Regions from separate parts of the Mus musculus genome. Here region 1 is linked to region 2. The links are chromatin contacts, called in public Hi-C maps. All regions are on one chromosome and are shown on one strand. The core of a region is the stretch at or near the end of the contact, and the rest is flanking DNA. Distances in the headings are between cores, read along the strand shown. Region 1 overlaps Cnot10 (CCR4-NOT transcription complex, subunit 10). Region 2 holds the start of 4921528I07Rik (RIKEN cDNA 4921528I07 gene).

The links. Hi-C and Micro-C count contacts between places; a contact is called where the count stands out from the background.
Region 1: a Hi-C map of nephron progenitors shows a contact between it and region 2, with 14 times the contacts expected there. The contact joins the enhancer-like site here to the promoter of 4921528I07Rik in region 2. A contact is called at or near these places in 2 of 15 datasets of contacts at CTCF or cohesin (CD8 T cells and embryonic stem cells), 2 of 484 Hi-C or Micro-C datasets (embryonic stem cells and nephron progenitors) and 1 of 115 datasets of contacts at active chromatin or transcription factors (embryonic stem cells).

What each region holds. Positions count from the first base shown.
Region 1 is chr9:114,582,802-114,589,108 of GRCm38.p6, reverse strand. Cnot10 (CCR4-NOT transcription complex, subunit 10) reads left to right here. Exons shown (of 20, transcript NM_153585.5): 20 at 2,770-3,235. Among named protein-coding and RNA genes, the nearest start is that of Trim71, 22 kb to the right of the region's middle. Within about 2 kb of position 4,843, at least 138 of the 459 cell types and tissues checked have an H3K27ac peak or open chromatin away from gene starts, as enhancers often do. A contact at or near this core is called in embryonic stem cells and nephron progenitors, where this site is marked.
Region 2 is chr9:114,314,787-114,321,337 of GRCm38.p6, reverse strand. 4921528I07Rik (RIKEN cDNA 4921528I07 gene) reads left to right here and starts at 4,310. Exons shown (of 27, transcript NM_001384245.1): 1 at 4,310-4,407. The coding sequence starts at 4,383.

The sequences.
Region 1 (6,307 bases), core at 3,594-6,093, 270 kb before region 2:
AAACTTGGATGTGGTGGTGAATGTCTGCATGTAGGAGGTGGAATAGGAGTTCAGGTCTGCATTGGCTACCTACCAAGTTCAAGATGCAAGCAAGAAGCCGGGCATGATATCTCACACCTTTAATTCCAGCACTCAGGAGGCAGAGGCAGGCAGATTTCTGAGTTCGAGGCCAGCCTGGTCTACAAAGTGAGTTTCAGGACAGCCAGGGCTACACAGAGAAAACCTGTCTCGAAAAACCAAAAAAAAAAAGAGAGAGAGAGAGAGAGATGCAATCAAGAATTTAAAAGTTTAAATGCTTTTTCACAAAATAAGGTGTGTGTGTTGTGAGATTGCAATTCTGACAATTTGTTGGTAGTCCACACACTAACTTTAAATTGGAAAATAATGTAGCTATCCTTTAGAAAATATAAATGCCTCCGCTGTTGACCAGGTGTGGTGCTGGTTTTCATTTAGGGGTGTTCTTGGTGTCCTCCCTCCCTTCAGATCCCTGGTTCAGGGACCACTTTACCATGGGAAGTGTATATACCAGCTGACTTAATTATTTTGGCAGCCTGTTTGGGTCTCATGGTCATCATAGCAGGGAACAGGGTGTTGGAGCAGTAGCTGAGAGCTCATATCTTAGTCACAAGCACAAGGCAGAGAGTGGAAACGTCACATGGCCACACCTACCCTTCCTGAGCAGTTCTGCCAGCTGTGGTTCTGAGAGGGCTGTAAATCATCCCAGCCGTACCTTCTGGCTTCTCAGGCCCAGTCAAAGGCAAGTGGACAAAGAACTTCTTCAGAATGGGTCTCATACTTAGCAGCTCAGGTGAGCTGCACGCCAAGTTTAGCCAGACTGCTTCAGGGACCGTGGGAGAGGAGTGTTATCTGCAGAGGCTGAAAACTGCACGAATAGGTGTTTTTCTGGGGTTTCTGTAACTGGAGTTACAGGTGCTTGCGAGCCACTATTGCGTATGTAGTAGGATGGAACCCATGCCCTCTGCAAGAGCAGACAATGGTCTTGTTCGAAACGGGGGTCTCTGTAGACCAGGCTGTCCTTGAACTCACAGAGATCCACCTGCCTCTGCCTCATGAGTGCTGGGATTAAAAACCCTCCCTGCCCAGCCTCCAAATGCTGAGATTACAAGGTGTCTACCGTCATGCCCAGCTTTCCTAACTCATTTGTAAAGAGGGAGTTTCTTCTGTTAGCAGCCGGTGTGAAAATTAAAGTAGGATTCTGAAGGAAAAAAAGGCCTGAAGAACTTGACCCACAGCTGACCCCAAGCTGCACCCATACACCAAGAAGGACTTGACTAGAGTTACTCCTAGCTACTTCCTAGCATCAGTCAGTCAAAGATAGTCTGGTTGTCTCAGATATACTTTCAGACTGTTTGCGATTGTTCATGGTCTTGCTTCAGAGCACCCACCCACCTGTCGGCTTACAATAGTCATTCAGTTAATTAGATGCTTGCCAGAGTAGTCACCCCCTCATGTGCTCCCATTTTCTATAAAACCTTGTCCCAATGAGAGTTCAGGGCTGCTTCACCAAACCATCTTGTGGGTTGGTGAGTAAGCCCAAACTCGAGTCTGTAATAAAGAGACCCTAATGTGATTGCATCAGAGTCAGCTCCTGGTTGGTCTTTTGGGCTCACGAACAAGGCACGACAAGGCCAGACTGGGCTAGATAGGGCTCCATCTCTTAAAAAGGTAGATGAAATAGTTCAGTGGGAAGGGAGTTTACCAACAAGCAGGATGGGCTGAGGTTAGTTAGTCCTGAGGGTCCACGTGATGGAAGGAGAGAGCCAGGTACTACAGACTGTTCTATGGCCTCATTCCTGTGTTGTGGCACAGTAAGTAAGAAAGTTAATATACAGTTAATATACTAATAAAAATAATTAGTACAGTTGGATGATGGTAGAGGAGAAGCCTGGCCCACAGACTGGATGAATCCATTGGCCTTCTGCTGCCTGTGGGCCCTGAACATTTGAATTCACACTGCTCCCCATCCTGTGCACAAGTCTCTCTGGACCCTTCTTCTTGGAAGCCAACAGGAAAAACTACTGAAAATGTCATGGATCCCATGTCAGTCTGGCACTTGATTCTTTGTGCCTGAGCTTTGCTGAGTGGCAGGGATGCTATGGTCCATGGAAAGAAAGGACCTGTGTTGGTTGACGCCACACAAACCAGTCACCAGTCACCTGGGAAGAGGGAGCATGACTTGAGGAAATGGCTTCCCCAAACTGACCTGTGGATAAGTCTGTGGGTCATTGTTTTGATTGTTGATGGATGTGGGCTCAGCCACTTCTGAGCAAGTATAAAAATGGTATCCCAAATTAAACCTGGGAGCAAGCCCAAAGCAGTGTTTCTCCATGGTTGCTGCCTCTGCTCCTGCTTGAGTTCCTGCCCTGATATTTTATTTATACATTTTATATTTATAAATTATTATATGACTTTATTATTTATATTATAATTTATATAATATTTATATTATTTATACACACAGGTATATAGATATATAGTTGTTGTTGTTGTTGTTTTTTCATTAAAAAAGGGAGTGGGACAGTGGTTGCACAAACCTTTAAGCCCAGAACTCAGGAGGGAGAGGCAAGTGGATCTTTGAGTTTGAGGCTAGCAAACTTTTATTTATTTAGCTATTTTGTGGCAGTTGTCTTAGTCATTGTTCCAGTTGCTGTGAAGAAATACCATGACCACAGCAACTTAAATAAATGGAAACATTTAATTGGGGCTGGCTTACAATTTCTAAGGTTCAGTTCATTATCTTCATTTCAGGGAACATTGTGGCAGGAAGACGGAAGTAGTGCTGGAGAGGAGACTGGAGAGAAACACTGGGCCTGTCCCTGTGATGCACTTCTGCCAGCAAGGCCACGCCTCCCAGTCCCTGAAGTGTCACTCCCTGAAGATGAAGCATTCAAATATGAGTCGATGAGAGCCATTCTTGTTCACGTCGCCATAGTTATGGAGGTTGGACCCAGCACTCAAGACTGTTATAAAGAATTTTTGCTTTGGTTTTTGTTGTTGTTGGTTTGTGTTGTTTTTGTTTTCTGGGGGGCGTGGGGTAGAGACAAGGTGCACCCAAGCCTACCCTCAATGACTCAGTGGCTGAGCTGTGTCATCACCAGACCTTTGAAAAGGTTTTGGCCATCATTCTAGCTCTCTCTTGGTGTCTCTGTCTCTCTTTCATGTCCCCTCTCCAAGACTGCCTTTCCCCCTCCCCGTCAATCAATCTGTTGCAGAAGATATGTTGCATGGTGTGATCTTTCCGGTAAACCTTGCCTGTAATCTGCCAAGGTACTCCCATGGCATAAATCCTAACAGTAGTAGTGTTTGCTTTTGAAACAGGGTCTCTATTCCTGATGCCCTTGAACTTGCTATGTAGACCAGACTAGCCTCAAACTCACAAATCCACCTGTCTCTGCCTCTCAGCACACCAGAAGGCAGAGAATGACAGATCTCTGAGTTCAAGGCCAGCTTGGTCTACAGAGTTCTTCCAGGGCTAAGCAGAGAAACTCTGTCTCAACCAAACAAAAAACAAAAATTTGCAAAATTTGAGTGACATTGAAATATGTGAGATTGGCCGGGCGTGGTGGCGCTCGCCTTTAATCCCAGCACTGGGAGGCAGAGTCAGGCGGATTTCTGAGGCCAGCCCGGTCTACAAAGTGAGCTCCAGGACAGCCAGAGCTATAAAGAGAAACCCTGTCTCGAAAAACCAAAAAAAGAAAAAAAAGAAAAAAAAAAAAAAGAAATATGTGAGATTGAAGCCATTCTGGACAGTATAGCAAATTCCAGGCCAGCCAGGGTTTCATAATGAGACCTGTCTCAAAGGGGAAGGGGAGAGAATAAGAAGTAAATTATGAAGATGGGTGAGAGGAGCTGAAGGTATGCAGAGGATGGTGCTCGATTCCCAGAATCCACACGGTGGCTCGAAACCAGGTAGCTCCAGGTCAATAGAGCTGATGCCCTCTTCTGGCCTCCGGGGGCGCATAACCTGCTGGTAAAATACTCCCCATGTAAAGTAGAGTTTCATGCTATTTTTCTTTCTGGGCTTAGCAGTGTTCCAAGGGGCCTGAAATGGGGTGGCCTGTAATAGCCCCAAGGTCCCAGGGCCCTCAGTATTTGTGTCCCTCACCCCTTGTGGAGTAAAGGTTGAGCAATGGCCCAGGATAGGTGCCTTAGTTAATGGTCAGACTGGATCCTAGAAGCCAACAGGCCTGGCCTAAAGTAAACACAAAGTAAACACGCCCTGACACAAAGCTGGGAGGCGGGCGCAGAGGCTCGGCCAGGTGCGAGTGGGCTGTCACGGAAGGAGGCAGTGAAGTTCATTAGCCTCCTCATTTGGGGCAAAGCGAATCCGTGTGGTGACACACAATTGTCTTGGAGGATTTAAGGGGATTTGCCTGAGTGTCCCGGTGGGCCCCTAGCCTCCTCCTAATCCAGTCCACATTTCAGACTACTTAGGAACGCATTAAATGTCAAAGCCGGCGTTTAGGAAAATATCTACATTTCGTATGCAACGCCCGGGTCAAAAGAAAAGCCAAACCGACGAACCTTCCAGCTTTTGGCGCAAGAGGCACTCTGTGTGGTCCCCAGTGTGAATGGGGAGGGCCGCGCTCCCCTCCCAGGAATGCAGTCCTTTCTCTAGGGGAAAATGCTAATGCTTTGTTTCTGCCTTGGCTCCCCCAGGCGCGGGGGCGCCCCCGCACGATTGTCACCGCCACATTAGCATGTGAGCAGCCCCTATCCCCACCCACACCCACACCCCCCCCCCCCCAGCTCAGCCCTGATTGGGGACTTCTGGGACCCGGGCAATGGCCAGCTGCCAACAGTCTTACCACAGTCCATATCTCCGCTGAGACCTCAGGAAGCTAACAGGCAACCCTGCAGGTGGGGAGTTTTCACTCCATACGCGTTGATCCTTTAATATACGAGAAAAAACTTTATTGTAGCTGTCCCACCAAGGAAATCAAAATCATTGGAACAGCTGTGGTCCCGCTGCGATCTGTGTCCTTATCACCAGGGTATCCTGCCCACGATGTGACTCTTCACACGACCTCCAAGCTATTCCCAGCGGGGACAGCCGGGAAGGGGTACGGCCAGCCCGCGGGATCCCTCTGGAAAGCAGCAGAGAGGCAGAGTCTCGGGACGCAACCGGGAATCCGCGTGGAGCCCGGGGCGCCGAGCGCCACCTAGCGGCAGCGCGGAACAGCCCAACAAATTTCTTCACTGATTTCTTCCCGTCATCTGTTCCTTTCCACTTTATTCGATTCTATTGATTTTGTTTTAGTTATTTGACTAGTTTGTTTTATACAGCTTTATTTTACTCCTGTCACTTCCGTGGTTGAGTAAATGTATAAGCCATTTCTATCTTTGGCTTTTTTTTTTTTTTTTGGTTTTTTTCCCCATTGTTTAGATTTTAATTTTTACCATAATAACATTACTCAATGTATTTCATTTGCTTCGGTTCCTTGACTTATCTTTGCTCTGTGGGTGAAGGTTTAAGATCCTCTGTACTCTTCTGGCTCTTTTCTGCCTGAGTTTTTGGGGGTTTTTTTGTTTTGTTTTTTTGTTTGTTTTTGTTTTTTGAGACAGGGTTTCTCTGTGTAGTCCTGGCTGTTCTGGAACTCACTTTGTAGACCAGGCTGGCCTCAAACTCAGAAATCCGCCTGCCTCTGCCTCCCAAGTGCTGGGATTAAAGGCGTGCACCACCACCACCCGGCCTGAGTTTTTAAAGAAAGGAAAAATACTGCTTTAGCTAAGTACTCCCAAGTATTGGACAAGGATGATATTTTATGGCTTTATGCCGAGGCTGGGCCAGGCAAGCATCTATTTGGATAAATACCATTGATAAGTATTTCAGCTGGCATTGTGACAAAGGACTGTCTTGCCTGTAGTCCCTGACTAAGGCAGAAGATTGCTCAGAAGTTTAAGCTTGACTGCATGAAACAATGGAGTGAGAATTTGTCTCAAAAATCAAACGACAGGGACTGGAGAGATGAATCTACAGTTAAAAACACTGGCTGGCTGGCTGACTGCTCTTCTAGAAGAACCGGGTTCAATTCTCAGTGCCCACACATCGACTCACAGCCATCTGCAATTCCAGTTCCAAGGGATCCAACGCCCTCTTTTGGCTTCCTCTGGGCACTGGAAGTAGTGCACAGAATACATGCATGCAAAACACCCATACACAAAATATAAATAAAATAAAAATCAAACAAGGCCAGAAAGATGTGGTTGGTTGCCCGTACCTTTAATTCCAGCACTCAAGAGGCAGAGGCAGACAGATCTCTGTGAGTTGCAGAACAGCCGGGGC
Region 2 (6,551 bases), core at 3,061-5,560:
TTTCCAGCTTCTGGCTATTATAAATAAGGCTGCTATGAACATAGTGGAGCATGTGTCCTTCTTACCTGTTGGGGCATCTTCTGGATATATGCCCAGGAGAGGTATTGCTGGATCCTCCGGTAGTACTATGTCCAGTTTTCTGAGGAACCGCCAGACTGATTTCCATAGTGGTTGTACAAGCCTGCAATCCCACCAACAATGGAGGAGTGTTCCTCTTTCTCCACATCCTCGCCAGCATCTGCTGTCATCTGAATTTTTGATCTTAGCCATTCTGACTGGTGTGAGGTGGAATCTCAGGGTTGTTTTGATTTGCATTTCCCTGATGATTAAGGATGTTGAACATTTTTTCAAGTGCTTCTCTGCCATTCGGTATTCCTCAGGTGAGAATTCTTTGTTCAGTTCTGAGCCCCATTTTTTAATGGGGTTATTTGATTTTCTGAAGTCCACCTTCTTGAGTTCTTTATATATGTTGGATATTAGTCCCCTATCTGATTTAGGATAGGTAAAGATCCTTTCCCAATCTGTTGGTGGTCTTTTTGTCTTATTGACGGTGTCTTTTGCCTTGCAGAAACTTTGGAGTTTCATTAGGTCCCATTTGTCGATTCTCGATCTTACAGCACAAGCCATTGCTGTTCTGTTCAGGAATTTTTCCCCTGTGGCAGGCGGATTTCTGAGTTCGAGGCCAGCCTGGTCTACAAAGTGAGCTCCAGGACAGCCAGGGCTATACAGAGTAACCCTGTCTCGAAAAAAAACCAAAAAAAAAAAAAAAAAAAAAATCTATAATGAGTGGGATTTCCCCCAACTTCGTTTCCACTGAGTTTGCAACTGATATATAGAAAAGATGCTTTTTTTGTATGGTGATTTTTATATCCTGCTACTCTGCTGAGAGTGTTTGTACTTTGCTGGTGGAATCCTTGAATCTAGTAATCTGCCTTTTTTCCCCTTCCTATTTGTATCCCCTTTAATTCTCAGAGTCCTTCCAGTAAATTCTTTTGTCACTGCTGAATAACCAGATCAAACCAAATTTAACAGATTCAAATTCAGTGCTATTGGAGGAATAAGCTTTGTCTCCACTGAGAAAAGTCTTGAAAGACGGAACAACAGTGAAGAAACCACTGCTCCTTGTGGAACATCGTGATGAGAGGTGCAATGTGCTGGCTAAGTTGACAGTGTTTTCTCCATCCAATCCCCTTGCTCTCTTCTGTTGGTGGATAAACCAGACTGCACCTTGAATTGCAATTCTGTATGGCCTGGGTATTACTTCCCTTAGAATTCCTTCTTATTCCTATGCTCGCAACATAAGAAAACAAATCCTTTCTCTTTTAGCCTCACTGCTGAGACGTCTTCATTAGCAAGATAGTTTATAATTCATCTCATGTTTAAAAAAGAAATAATCCCCCTTGATTCGTACCCTCCTGTAGCTTCACCACAGTCTAATACTTGTCCCAAGAATTTACTATATTATTAAATCCTTATGCTCCCATTTTCTTTAAATTCAGTCTGAAGGTTTTATATCCACCTATTACTAAAATTCTTCTCAGGATGATGTGGTTGGTCAACAGAGGAGTGAGAGGAAAAAGGAAAGTTGATAACTGCCCATTCTCGGGGCATAATCTTGGGGTGATGGGCGAGTAACAAATCAGGAGCTGACACGCCATATCAGGTGCTGAAATGCCATGGCTGAGGGCTATATAAGCGACTCCATTTTCTGGGGTCGGGGTCTTCCTGAGAAGTAAGCAATAAAGCTTTGCTGCAGAAGATTCCGGTTGTCTTGAGTGTGCTCTTGCTGGCGGGTACAAAAGCTCGGGATACTTTTACTCTTGTCAGGACAGTTATCCATAAAACCTTTGGGAGGCATTTATCTATCTAGTCAAGGGTAACTTCCGAAGGAAAGCCCCCTCCTTTGTCATCTCAGGCACCAACCCTAGTTGTAGGTAGATTTAATAGCCATATGTCTCTACCATTAGAAAATCTTGGGGGGTTTCCAGAACCCTTTCTTCCCACCTCTCATTTGTCATGCCACTTTAGGTATCACATATTTTTTTTTCCATTTTTTATTAGGTATTTCGCTCATTTACATTTGCAATGCTATACCAAAAGTCCCCCATAGCCACCCACCCCCTCTCCCCTACCCACCCACTCCCCTTTTATGGCCCTGGCGTTCCCCTGTACTGGGGCATATAAAGTTTGCGTGTCCAATGGGCCTCTCTTTCCAGTGATGGCCGACTAGGCCATCTTTTGATGCATATGCAGCTAGAGTCAAGAGCTCCGGGGTACTGGTTAGTTCATAATGTTGTTCCACCTATAGGGTTGCAGATCCCTTTAGCTTCTTTGGTACTTTCTCTAGCTCCTTCATTGGGGGCCATGTGATCCATCCAATAGCCGACTGTGAGCATCCACTTCTATGTTTGCTAGGCCCAGGCATACTCTGACAAGAGACAGCTATATCAGGGTCCTTTCAGCATAATCTTGCTAGGGTATCACATATTTTTAAGGAGCAGGGGTTGGACATAAAGCAGAAGTCATAAACACTTAGCCAAGCCTCCCACTGAGGGGACATTTCTATCCTTAGAACTGAGTTTCACTTGCAGATCTTAGTTTATATGTGAAGTATTAATAACGAGTGGTAATTCTATCATTTCATTGTGACTATTCTATTCTGCCACCCCTGGAAACTATAGAGGAAGGAGGAAGTGTAAGGGCTCAAGGCAATGGTTCCCAGTGCTCAGAGCATCTACTTCTCTAACCATCCTGGCATGTATGAAATATGAAGAGATGCTTGTGTTACTCCCTTTGGCACTGAACAGCTTAGACAGAGGATGCCAAGAATCTCATGCTGGGAGAAGGAACAAGCTAAGACCCTTGGGCAAACCATAAGGAGGACTAATTTTCTGGCACGTACAATCTATCATATCACTTATCAGGAGAGACTGAAGCTCAGAAGGAGGAAATAACTTGACCAGCATTGCCCAGCTATAGATACTTCTTGACTTTGTTAAAAACTAAACCTCATAGGATTCTGAGGATGGTCTTGGTGGAGGAGTCAATAGACCTTTGTTTCTCTTCCCAATGTACCACCACATCCAACATCAACAGGCTTTCATAGGGTGCCATCTTGTGGTGGTCAGTGGGAATGCAGAAGAGAAGCCCGGGCAACCTTCATGGAAACCTGTCCAGTGGGGTTGAAGCTGGAAAAATAAAAAAATTTAAAAAGAATTTATTACTCTTTCTCTTCTGCTTTTCAGTATTCACTGTGTGCTGACGTTTGGTCTGTTGCTATGCACTGTAGTGATCAATGCTGGTCCACAAGATCTGGCTGCCGCAATGAGGAGATCCTTGGTCAAGAGGAAATCATCGCATATACCAAGTGATGCTATGGAAACTTGCTCCTTAGTTTAAAGCGATTAGTTAAATAAACAGGTTGACAGCTCGTAACTGGGCAGAAGAGAGGTAGGCAAGGCTTCAGGTGCGGGGCTCGGGGTCTGAGGCAGAGAATACCAGGAGAGAAAAGAGAAGAGGAAGGAAGAAGATGCAGGGGTAGGTGGAAAGTGAGAACATGGCAATGAGGGCCAGACATTTGGAAAGGAGTGGGCCATGAGAAACATGGCAAGTTGTCCCTGAGGATCATTGACTGGAAAGTAGACTGACTAGCATAAAGGGTGGATATCTGCTCAGCTCTAGTGCTTTTATGGCTTATTATAAATTTAAAAGTTTTGTGTCTTTATTTGGGAGGTAAATGATCAAAAGTGGGATAGAAACATCCAATTAATCTTTCTACATTAATTATGTCTTTAATTGAACTATTAAGGACAGATAGACACATGGTTAGGGGCTGTCTTAGTTACTTTTCTATTTTTTTTTTTTTTGTGATAAAACACCATGACCAAGTCAACTTGTTAAAGAAAATATTTAACTTAGAATTTTAAGTTTCAGGGAGTTAGAATCCATGACCATCATAGCAGGGAGCAAGGCAGCAGACAGGCAAAAATTCACTGGAGCAGTAGCTGACAGCTCACATTTTGATGTGTGAGAGAGTGATCAAAAAAGACCTTTGTGAAGTAGGCATTTTAACATGGTTCTTTAGAACCATGTAAGCAGATGAGAGAAAACTAACTTTGTAGTTGGTTGTTCTTAGATCAAGAACATTGGCATTTATGATAACCCACACTGTCGTCCTGACCTTGTATGAGCAGACTTGCCTAAGTAGCAGATGTTGGCTGTCATGGTATGATTATGAGTTCACTATGCAAGCTCTGTGACTTATGGCTGACCTGTACCTAGTTATGTTCAGGCCTGAGTGCTGAGTGCCAGTATACTTTGAGATTTCCTCAGAGTACACGTCTATAACTACAGAGCGATAGTAGTGTTGGAATCTGAGTATAATGGGTAACTGTTGTGATACCAGAGGTATGATATTGCTAGCCATTTAGTGCTTTTGCTTCAAATAGACTGGTTAATATTTCTCAAAATATTTTGTGTAAATACTTATAACTGCTGTATTATTAGAATTATGTCTTATTTTATTTAATTTTTGAGACAGAGTTTCTCTGTGTAGCGCTGCCTATCCTGGAACTCACTCTGTAGACCAGGCTGGCATCAAACTCAGAAATCTGCCTGCCTCTGCCTCCCAAGTGCTGGGATTAAAGGCATGCACCATCACGCCTGGCTCTAGAATTATGTTTTATTATATATTATATTTTAGTCTACAAAATATTTTGACTTTAGAATTTAATGTGTTTGTATGTACGTATGTGTCTATATATGTTTGTATTTCCTCCCTCAAGATTGTGCTTCACAGACATAACACTATATCATAGACATACCAAGAAATAACTAAGGTTCTCTGTTTTGAAATTATTAACCTCAGAAAAAAGGAGTGGCTTCACAGTGGTGGGGATAAATTATGATATAAATCTCCCACTATAATGTGTGCCTATTTTCATTTTTAACAAACATTTCGTGTCATTTTCTTATTAGGTATATTTATTCACTAAAATGTAGGTATGTCTTTTCCACATATGTGAAGGTTTAGAGTGTGTACCTACTCCATATTGAATAATTTAAATCCATAATTTATGATTTATCCTGAATTGTAGACATCACAAATAGGTAACATTGTGACCCACATCTCTTTGGAGTGAGGTATCACCCAATAAGTTGATTATTTTGTTCTGAATGACTGATCACTATTTCAACAAATGAAGTAGAGAATAGATGAATTAGACTGGTGAACTAACTAGAGAGTCAGGAACTATTTACAGTAATCCGTGAGCATAGTGTTCGTATATGGTGAACAAAAAGAATAGTATGCAGAGGTAATCGTTCTTCTGTGCGTGTAGAAACATGGTGCTGAAAAGATGTATTAACCCTTCCTGCTGTTTTCACGTGTGATGTGGTTTATTTATCCTGACACTGCTTCAGAGAGCTATAGCTTTCTTGATGAATTGGGCAAAACCTAAATATAAAGAGGTTCATATTTGTGAAAAGCTAATTAACCAAGATGGTAGGTTTCCAGTGTACACGTCAGGATGTCTCAAGTCTGTAGAAGTCCTAGGCATTATCTACTTTATGACATCAAATCCATGGTCACTTTATCACAGGACACCACTGTCACATTTCAACCTAGGCATTGCAAGGAAGTACCAGCCCTTCTCGTCAGCTCACAGATGCGTAGGACTGGGATCCTTATCCTCACACCTGGCCTAAAGCCAACTACAAATAGAGAGATCTTTAATTGATATCTGGTGGAAATACAAATGTTACCCTCAAAAGTGCAGAGACCTTGTGAGCCACAACCTGGGAGAGTGACACAAGTACTCAGAATATCTACCCAGTTTTTAGAGCCCCCATTACCCTTGGAGCAACTCTCACATAGAGCTGAGTTAGAGGACTTGAATGGCCAGCAGGATCCAGATACTCCTCTTCCTTATCACTGTTCTTTTTAATCTGGATGCTACAAAGCACATGAGAATAAAAGGAGAAACAAGGCACAGGGTACTTATTATTGTTTTCCAGAAGTCAATAAATTATTGCATGTCAAAGGATGAATGGATCAATATAGTTACACCATGTCCCTTATACTAAATTCACTTCCCCAGGAAAATGTATGTGTTAAAAAGCTAAAATTCTGTGTTTATGATGAATGTAGAATCAGAATGTGTCAACTGATGGAGGTTGAAATATGCTTGTGAGATGTGATGAAGAGATTCTTCAGTCCTTTTGGGTTTCAAAATGCTTAAAGGGAATGATGATCATATGTGGTTTCATCGTGACATTTATTTTAATGAGGAGAATGAGATGTCTTGATAGTATAGGTGCTTGTCATTGCACCTGATATTCTGTCTCTAACCCCAGAACCCCAAATAATATTAGGCATAACTAGATACCAACAGTTGCCCTTGGATGTGCTCCCTCCCAAACTGAATACACGCACTAGGTAGTTACATATTAAACCATAGACCCTTATGTTGCTTTATATTCCTGTCCTCTAGAAAGCAAAAGGAAAAAAAGGGAAAAAAAGCTTTTTAGTTTTCTAGTCTTTGCCTATACTC